Linked DNA regions of Gasterosteus aculeatus: region 1 is linked to region 2. The links are chromatin contacts, called in public Hi-C maps. All regions are on one chromosome and are shown on one strand. Each heading gives the region's core, a stretch centred on a gene start, on an enhancer-like site or on the middle of the called end of the contact. The rest is flanking DNA. Distances are from core to core; before and after follow the strand shown.

Evidence for each region. Hi-C and Micro-C count contacts between places; a contact is called where the count stands out from the background.
Region 1: a contact with region 2 is called in a Hi-C map of whole body, with 7 times the contacts expected there. The contact joins two enhancer-like sites. A contact is called at or near these places in 2 of 6 Hi-C or Micro-C datasets (skeletal muscle and whole body).

The regions. Positions count from the first base shown.
Region 1 is chr15:10,642,010-10,645,451 of fGasAcu3.hap1.1, reverse strand. No RefSeq gene overlaps it. Among protein-coding and RNA genes, the nearest start is that of meis2a, 7.1 kb to the right of the region's middle. Within about 2 kb of position 2,126, at least 1 of the 9 cell types and tissues checked has open chromatin away from gene starts, as enhancers often do.
Region 2 is chr15:10,383,784-10,386,750 of fGasAcu3.hap1.1, reverse strand. All of the region lies in intron 12 of dph6 (diphthamine biosynthesis 6), which reads left to right. Among protein-coding and RNA genes, the nearest start is that of LOC120832506, 20 kb to the right of the region's middle. Within about 2 kb of position 1,285, at least 1 of the 9 cell types and tissues checked has open chromatin away from gene starts, as enhancers often do.

The DNA of each region.
Region 1 (3,442 bases), core at 877-3,376, 260 kb before region 2:
CCGGCTGCTCTTTACAGGAGGCCTGTTGTTATGGATCATCCTCTAAGTCAGACGAGGGCAACTCCACAGAAACTTGCCCATCTGCAGGCGAAACATCTTAATGATTTTCCTGGAGCGCCTCGTTGTGTGTACGCGATTGTTTGTCTGGAGTCACGGAGAGACCCTGCGTCGACACGCTTTTGTTTGGCCAAATCGTAAAGCTGCGGTGCGACACGCTCGTGACGTGGAGTATGACATTCATGTGACTGAGCGATAATGATCCACACTTATATAGAACGCACCCATCCCTCCGTAGAATTATGTAACTTCAGACACATTTAGGCTGCGGTGGTAAGGGAGGGAAAAAAACACACACAACCAGATGCATCAAAATCCAGTGTCGTTATGGAGATTATGCCTTTTAAAATAAAATATCCCAAAGGACACTGTGTTTTGTAGTCTGTACACAAGTGGCACAGAAAAACGCCCGTAGACTGTGTAAACCAATGTTTAATGCAAACACAAAAGTTTGACAAAAAAAGCAACACATTTGCATTCCGTGGATCTAAAATGTGCTCTGCTTTTGTGCAGGCCTCATTTCTATCCCAACGCTTTGATGTAGCTCATACATATTGAAGACTCGCCGAAGAAACCAACCATGTTAACTAAAGCATGAGCTCAATTTGTGCATCCCCTTTAAAAAAAAAAAAAAGTGGTGCATTAGTTTGTCCCATTTATATTTCTGGGGTTAATTAGCAAGTGAGAGATTGGACAATTAGCTCATCCATGCTAATTGATTATAATATTACAACTGGATGATGATAGGATGAACGTAGACTCCTCGTTCCGTATTCCTCTAAGGGATTCGATAATATATACAATGCTTCTGTGTAATGAGGGTTTTAAAAGACCAAATCAGCTAGGGAAATTGTTAATTCAATTCCACTCAGATGAGTTTTTTCAGAGCACAAATGACTTGTATTGAATTGCCGGGACGTGACGGAGTGGCAGGGTCCTTTTTACATTTTGACTTATGTCAACGCAGATGATGTCACAGGCACAACAGGATGTGAACCCTCAAAGACCTGATCCTATCCAGGTCATTTACTCTTCCTCTTCTAATTGAAAAGTCCGTTCCGGTTGGTATCAGCGGCTCTCAGAGACGCACGCCGCTTCCAGAGCCAGAAGAAAACGACCGTGCGTGTGTTTTCCTTTGTGGCAAACGCGGCGCCTTTAAACACGAGTCCTCTCCAGCACCAAACTGTCAGTGTCCATATAAAATTACACTTACCCCCCTTCTAACTTTACGGTCATATCGGACCACTTCACTCCTCGGTTGTCAGATGCGTGGTATGTGAAGCATGGACCTCCGACCACCTATCGCTGGTGGCCCCTCTGTCATGAGGCGCAGCTGCAGGAATGATTGCTGATGTGGTTCACCTGGAAAGTTACGCAGGAAGTGCTCAAACTCCCACTTAAAGTATGACAAATCAAAGGAAATGTTAAAAAAAAAAAAAAAGGTACAGGCGGTCAAAGCACTATTTTCAAAGGGACAACTTTAAAAGACAAATAATATTTGTTGCTCTGCTGTGATCCTTTGAACTTATTTTGCCTTTGAGGTCAGATGTTAATTATGTATGTCCCCCCCCCCCCTTGTTGCTCGTGTTCTATTTGAGAATTATTGCTCTTTGTAGAGTTCATTCTCAAGCTTTTCATCGAGCAGCCTTTTGTGAAATATGTCTCAAAACGTTCAGCCAAAGGTTGCAGCAAATAAAAAACAAGATTCATGTGTTAAATGCTGAAATATTGCACTTCCTTTCTGTGCTTAATAATTAATAGCCCATCACATCACCCAATGAATATTTACATTCCAAGTGTCCCTGGGAGCCTCCCACATGCCAGAGGGAGGGAAGTCTGTGTGTTTATAGCATTAAACACTCAAATATTGTCACAGACCCTATTTTGCCTCCAACCATGAAAAACAGTCACTAAAGCATTATGAGCATTTTATTTGTTGTTGCACAATGTAACCTATTCAACTTCCGTTTAGACGTGGCAAGTCAAATTACAGGTGCTCTCTGTACTCCGCTGAAATCCCAGGACGCCGCTTGTCTACTTCGAACGGGAAGGGAGCAGGAATGAGGTTTCTCAGGAGTTGCTGCTGCCAGAGCGATGACATCGCTCGTTGGGATCACCTTCCACTTACTGTGTCAAAGTGTCAAAGGTCTTGTTGTCAACCCCGCCCCCGAATCACGGCCTCGGCAGGAGGAATTACGTAGTGTATTAGATTAAGTCGCGGGAGCCACCAGAGCAAACGGGGGCCGTGCGCTTATTTCAAAAGTTTATTTCAGCCCACGCGACTCTCAGTCTGCAGGAAAAATCAAGGCCCGACCCTGCAAACGATGGATGATTGCCGCGCTTATCCCGGCTGATTAGGCCGAGGACTTCAGACGCGGTGCCGCACACTGAGGCCCTGTTAGATTCTTTCTCCCTTTTGCATGTGATCCAAAGAACACAGAGTGAATGCAGCCATAGAAGTTTAGAAACACTGCCCTTCTTTTGACGGCTTCGGAGCACCATCACATTTCCATCCTCTGAGAGAGAGAGAGAGAGAGACTAGCAGCCTGCACACTAGCACGGTCTGGAGAATACAGCTAAATCCCTCCTGTTAAACTTGCACCGCGGCCACTATAAAGCAAACCACGAGCTAATAACGATAAGCAGGATATGTAATACAAATAAATCCGCTGTTACTAGTGATCCCGGGCATGTTGCTTCCATTGGTGATGTTTATCTAGCAGGGGAAGGCTCAGTGTTGTTGTTGTTGTTGCCTCTGTGCAGCTCTCAGATCTCCTCTCTGTCTCCTGCGTGGATAAGTAGTGGCTGCAAAGGCAACTGCCGCTCTTTGATATTTCACTCCTCATTTGAATCAGTGGTCGCTTTATTTGACAATGCCAGGTAATTACCTGGGTACCTTGCTTGATCATGTGAACTCCTGCAGAACCAGAGTGGAGGGGGGGGGGGGGGGGGGGCAGGGAGGGAGAGCTGGGCTCTGGGTATCGGGAGAGGAAAATGAAAGGAAAACAAGAAGAACCAGGGGGACAAAAACACAAACTGACAAACCATCTGCATTTGTTTACCCGCATTGTTTCGTGTAAGCCTTTCAAACAAGCAGAGTCGTGAGTAAGACTATGTTGTGTTAAGCAAGTCGTGGGTGTTTTTTTAAACGTTCAGCAGTCGGGGGGTGGGAGGGATTCTGCTGGGACCGTCCCATGCTGTGAATGGAGGTCAGACATGAAGGGGTTACTCCATAAATGCGAGTGGAGAACAGCTCAAGTTTATTACAACTAAAATAAATGGTTTTCGTCTCTCGTGTTCAGTCATTTGATTAGTTCATAGTCTCTGCAGTGTGTGTGTGTGTGTGTGTGTGTTAAAGAGAGAGAAAAAGAGAGAGAGAAAAAGA
Region 2 (2,967 bases), core at 36-2,535:
TTTAAGGGAAGCGGTTGTCTGCAGAGGAGGTAATTATGTTCCTCACAATGCTATCCAACGTGCCGCTCGCCCCTACCCCCCCCAACCCCCGCTGTGACCGCGTAGAGGGTGACCCCTGCCGTAGCGGCGGTCATTTTCCCGAGCCAGTGCGTTCTTCAATAGATCATCCGGCCCCGCTTCTGCTGCTGGCGCCGCTGCACCACGTGGGGACAGGCTGGTATCAGCTTGTACCAGGCGAGGACAGGGGAAGGACTGGATCTGTCAGAGTGCATCGACACTCAGGCGGACGCGTGCGCCGGCGCTGCGCTTCCACCCCGGCCCCTGCCACACTCCCACTCATTAATGGGCCCGGCCCTGACAACTGATCCTAATTGCCTTTGAACAGCTCTTCATGTATTATTGGTGCCTGACTGCCTTGGTCCATGTCAACAAGCCATGTGAAGCAAGGACAGGACACCCACAGCCATCGTCCATCTTTTTCCTCTTTTACATAGTGGATGATGTGGAAATACACCTATACCCCATGTGCGTGTAAATCTATGCTGTGTAAGTAATGTGTGTCCCAAATAACCACCCTCAATCAGCTAGGAAGCCTTAAGAGAACAGGTCACTGGTGTCTCTGTTGAAGGGTCAGCCCCCCCCCACCGAAGTCCGTCACCTTTTGTAGATCTTCTCTTTCTTAAATTTCTTTTCTACTTGCGGTGCAAACAAGTAATAATACATTAGTTTTGTGGCTACAGTATATTTACAGAATATACTAGACCACTTAATGGAATCTAGATGAATTGAATCAGTAATGATGTATGAATAGCATTTCATTTGATAAACGGATTACCCTTTTCTCTTCTAATTTGAAACAACCTCATGCAACATGACTCTCTTGTTTTCTTCTCCCTTTGTCACTGCCGAGGAGCATCGGAGGGGCAAACGGTTCAGATATCAAGAAGGGATCTGAACAGCGTCGTATAAAGACCCCGCCACAGCAGATACATGCCAAGACATCTGCGCTGTTACAACTGCAATCACAAACACTCAGTCAAAACACATCGTCGTTTGTAGTCCCGTGATTGATTTATTATATCCAACTTTTTATTTCCGCATTACCCCCCCCTTGCTTTCGAAAAAGTAGAGGTGCAGTGGCTCGGCTTTTTATTTGTGGGATGAAATAACTGAATACCAAATGCGTAGATAAAAAGCATAGCGCCACGTCCTGTCCACTCCCATCACTGTCTGCGAGAGGAGAGACGTATGACCATCCCATTACTATGGTAACTAGCCACTATATTCAGAGCTGCCCGGGTGTGTTTCTTCCCCCTGCGGTGACGAGAGGGCATAGCTGACAGGGCCTGCACGCGCACACATAACCACACACACACACACACACACACACACACACACACACAACAGCACGCAGATAGGGAGGGACTGGAAGATGCTCCTTGTGAAATATACTCATGTGGCAAATACAGATAGAACAATGCAGCAGCCGTTCGCCACACACATACTATTGTGGTGACATACAGAAACTAATAGGGAGCAGCGTTAGGAAGAAATGCAACCCTCTAACTTTTCAATGTTTAACTTAAAGCCAATATCTTTTATCTCTACAAGTAACACAGAAACGTTACAGTAATAGCTGTCAGTATGCACAGTTTAACAAATAATAATACAAATTTTGTATTTTTAAAGTACGGTTATGAAACATTCAGAGCAGAATGAAACGAGTAGAATTATATTCATTCATCATGATAGATGATTTATAACGATAAACCATGACAACGCGATGTCCGTAACACTGATCGTCACCAACCGAGGCGTCGTGCTTGTTGCTGCAGGAGGTTCGCCCGCTGACTGCTGTGCTGCGCCGCGCTGTCACTTGTGTATTTTAGAAAACTGCCGTTATACTGTAGATTGTTCCCATAATAGTTGTCTCCTGTTTTTCCATGACTATCAGTTGGGCCCATTAAACGGGGCCGTCAGCGCCCTGGTTAGATATGATTATTACATCTGCTTGCAGTAGCGTACGAGCATCGCCATTTTGTCTTCATTATTAGCTGACTTTTTTTTCGGTACTATAGATGAGTCAAACAAGAGTTTACATTCTATTTGCTTTCAGCCACTTGCTTCATCCAAAATTTCACATGGAGTAATTCTTAGTTCTGAGTTGTAACTTTTAACCTTTGGTCATTCATTTTTCAAATGCCATTGTCATCAAAACACGCTTTAGCGAGGTAAAAACGACTGCAGATGAATAATATACAGCCCCTTTTTTTTCTGCAGACATATCAGCATGTTCACTTTTAATATATATTTATTATTGATATCAAGCATTTATTATGTAAGGAGATGTCAGTCCCCGTAAGTCTGCTAGTGTCATGTAGTTGAGATGCTCAGGGTATTTTATTAAATACAATATAGAGCACACAATATTTTCCACACGTCAAAATGTATTAAGTTGAATTTGATGCTCCGACACAAATAATAAGATTTGCTCTATTTTTCACCAGGGATTCAGTTCATTTTCAGGGCAGTTTGCTTTTTTGAGTTATTCTCTCTAGTGCACTTTTACAGTGAAATGAAAATTGTAATAATTCCAGTACGGATAAGTAAGGATCTGTTTTTAATACATTTTTCAGGTATGTTTGATTCTCAGTATTTGACGATAGTCAAAAAATATATTAAAATAAAAAATAAATTATAAACTATATTTGATTATAACCACATGAAATTTGTAAATTATCTTTTTATAATTTTCCCCAAAATGTTCCTCCATCCATTTTAGTAGATCTCAAGAGATGGAATTTGTAGCTAATTTACACAAACATTTGGACTTTGACAAAAACGGAAAAACAGTGGGGGAAAGTAAGGACTAAGGACTTTGAGGCCGTCTAGCCAGCCTGCCCAAGGACCGAGTGGACTCTGTATGAACAGCATTGTTGGCGCCCCAGCTGCCTTTTTAATGCAGCC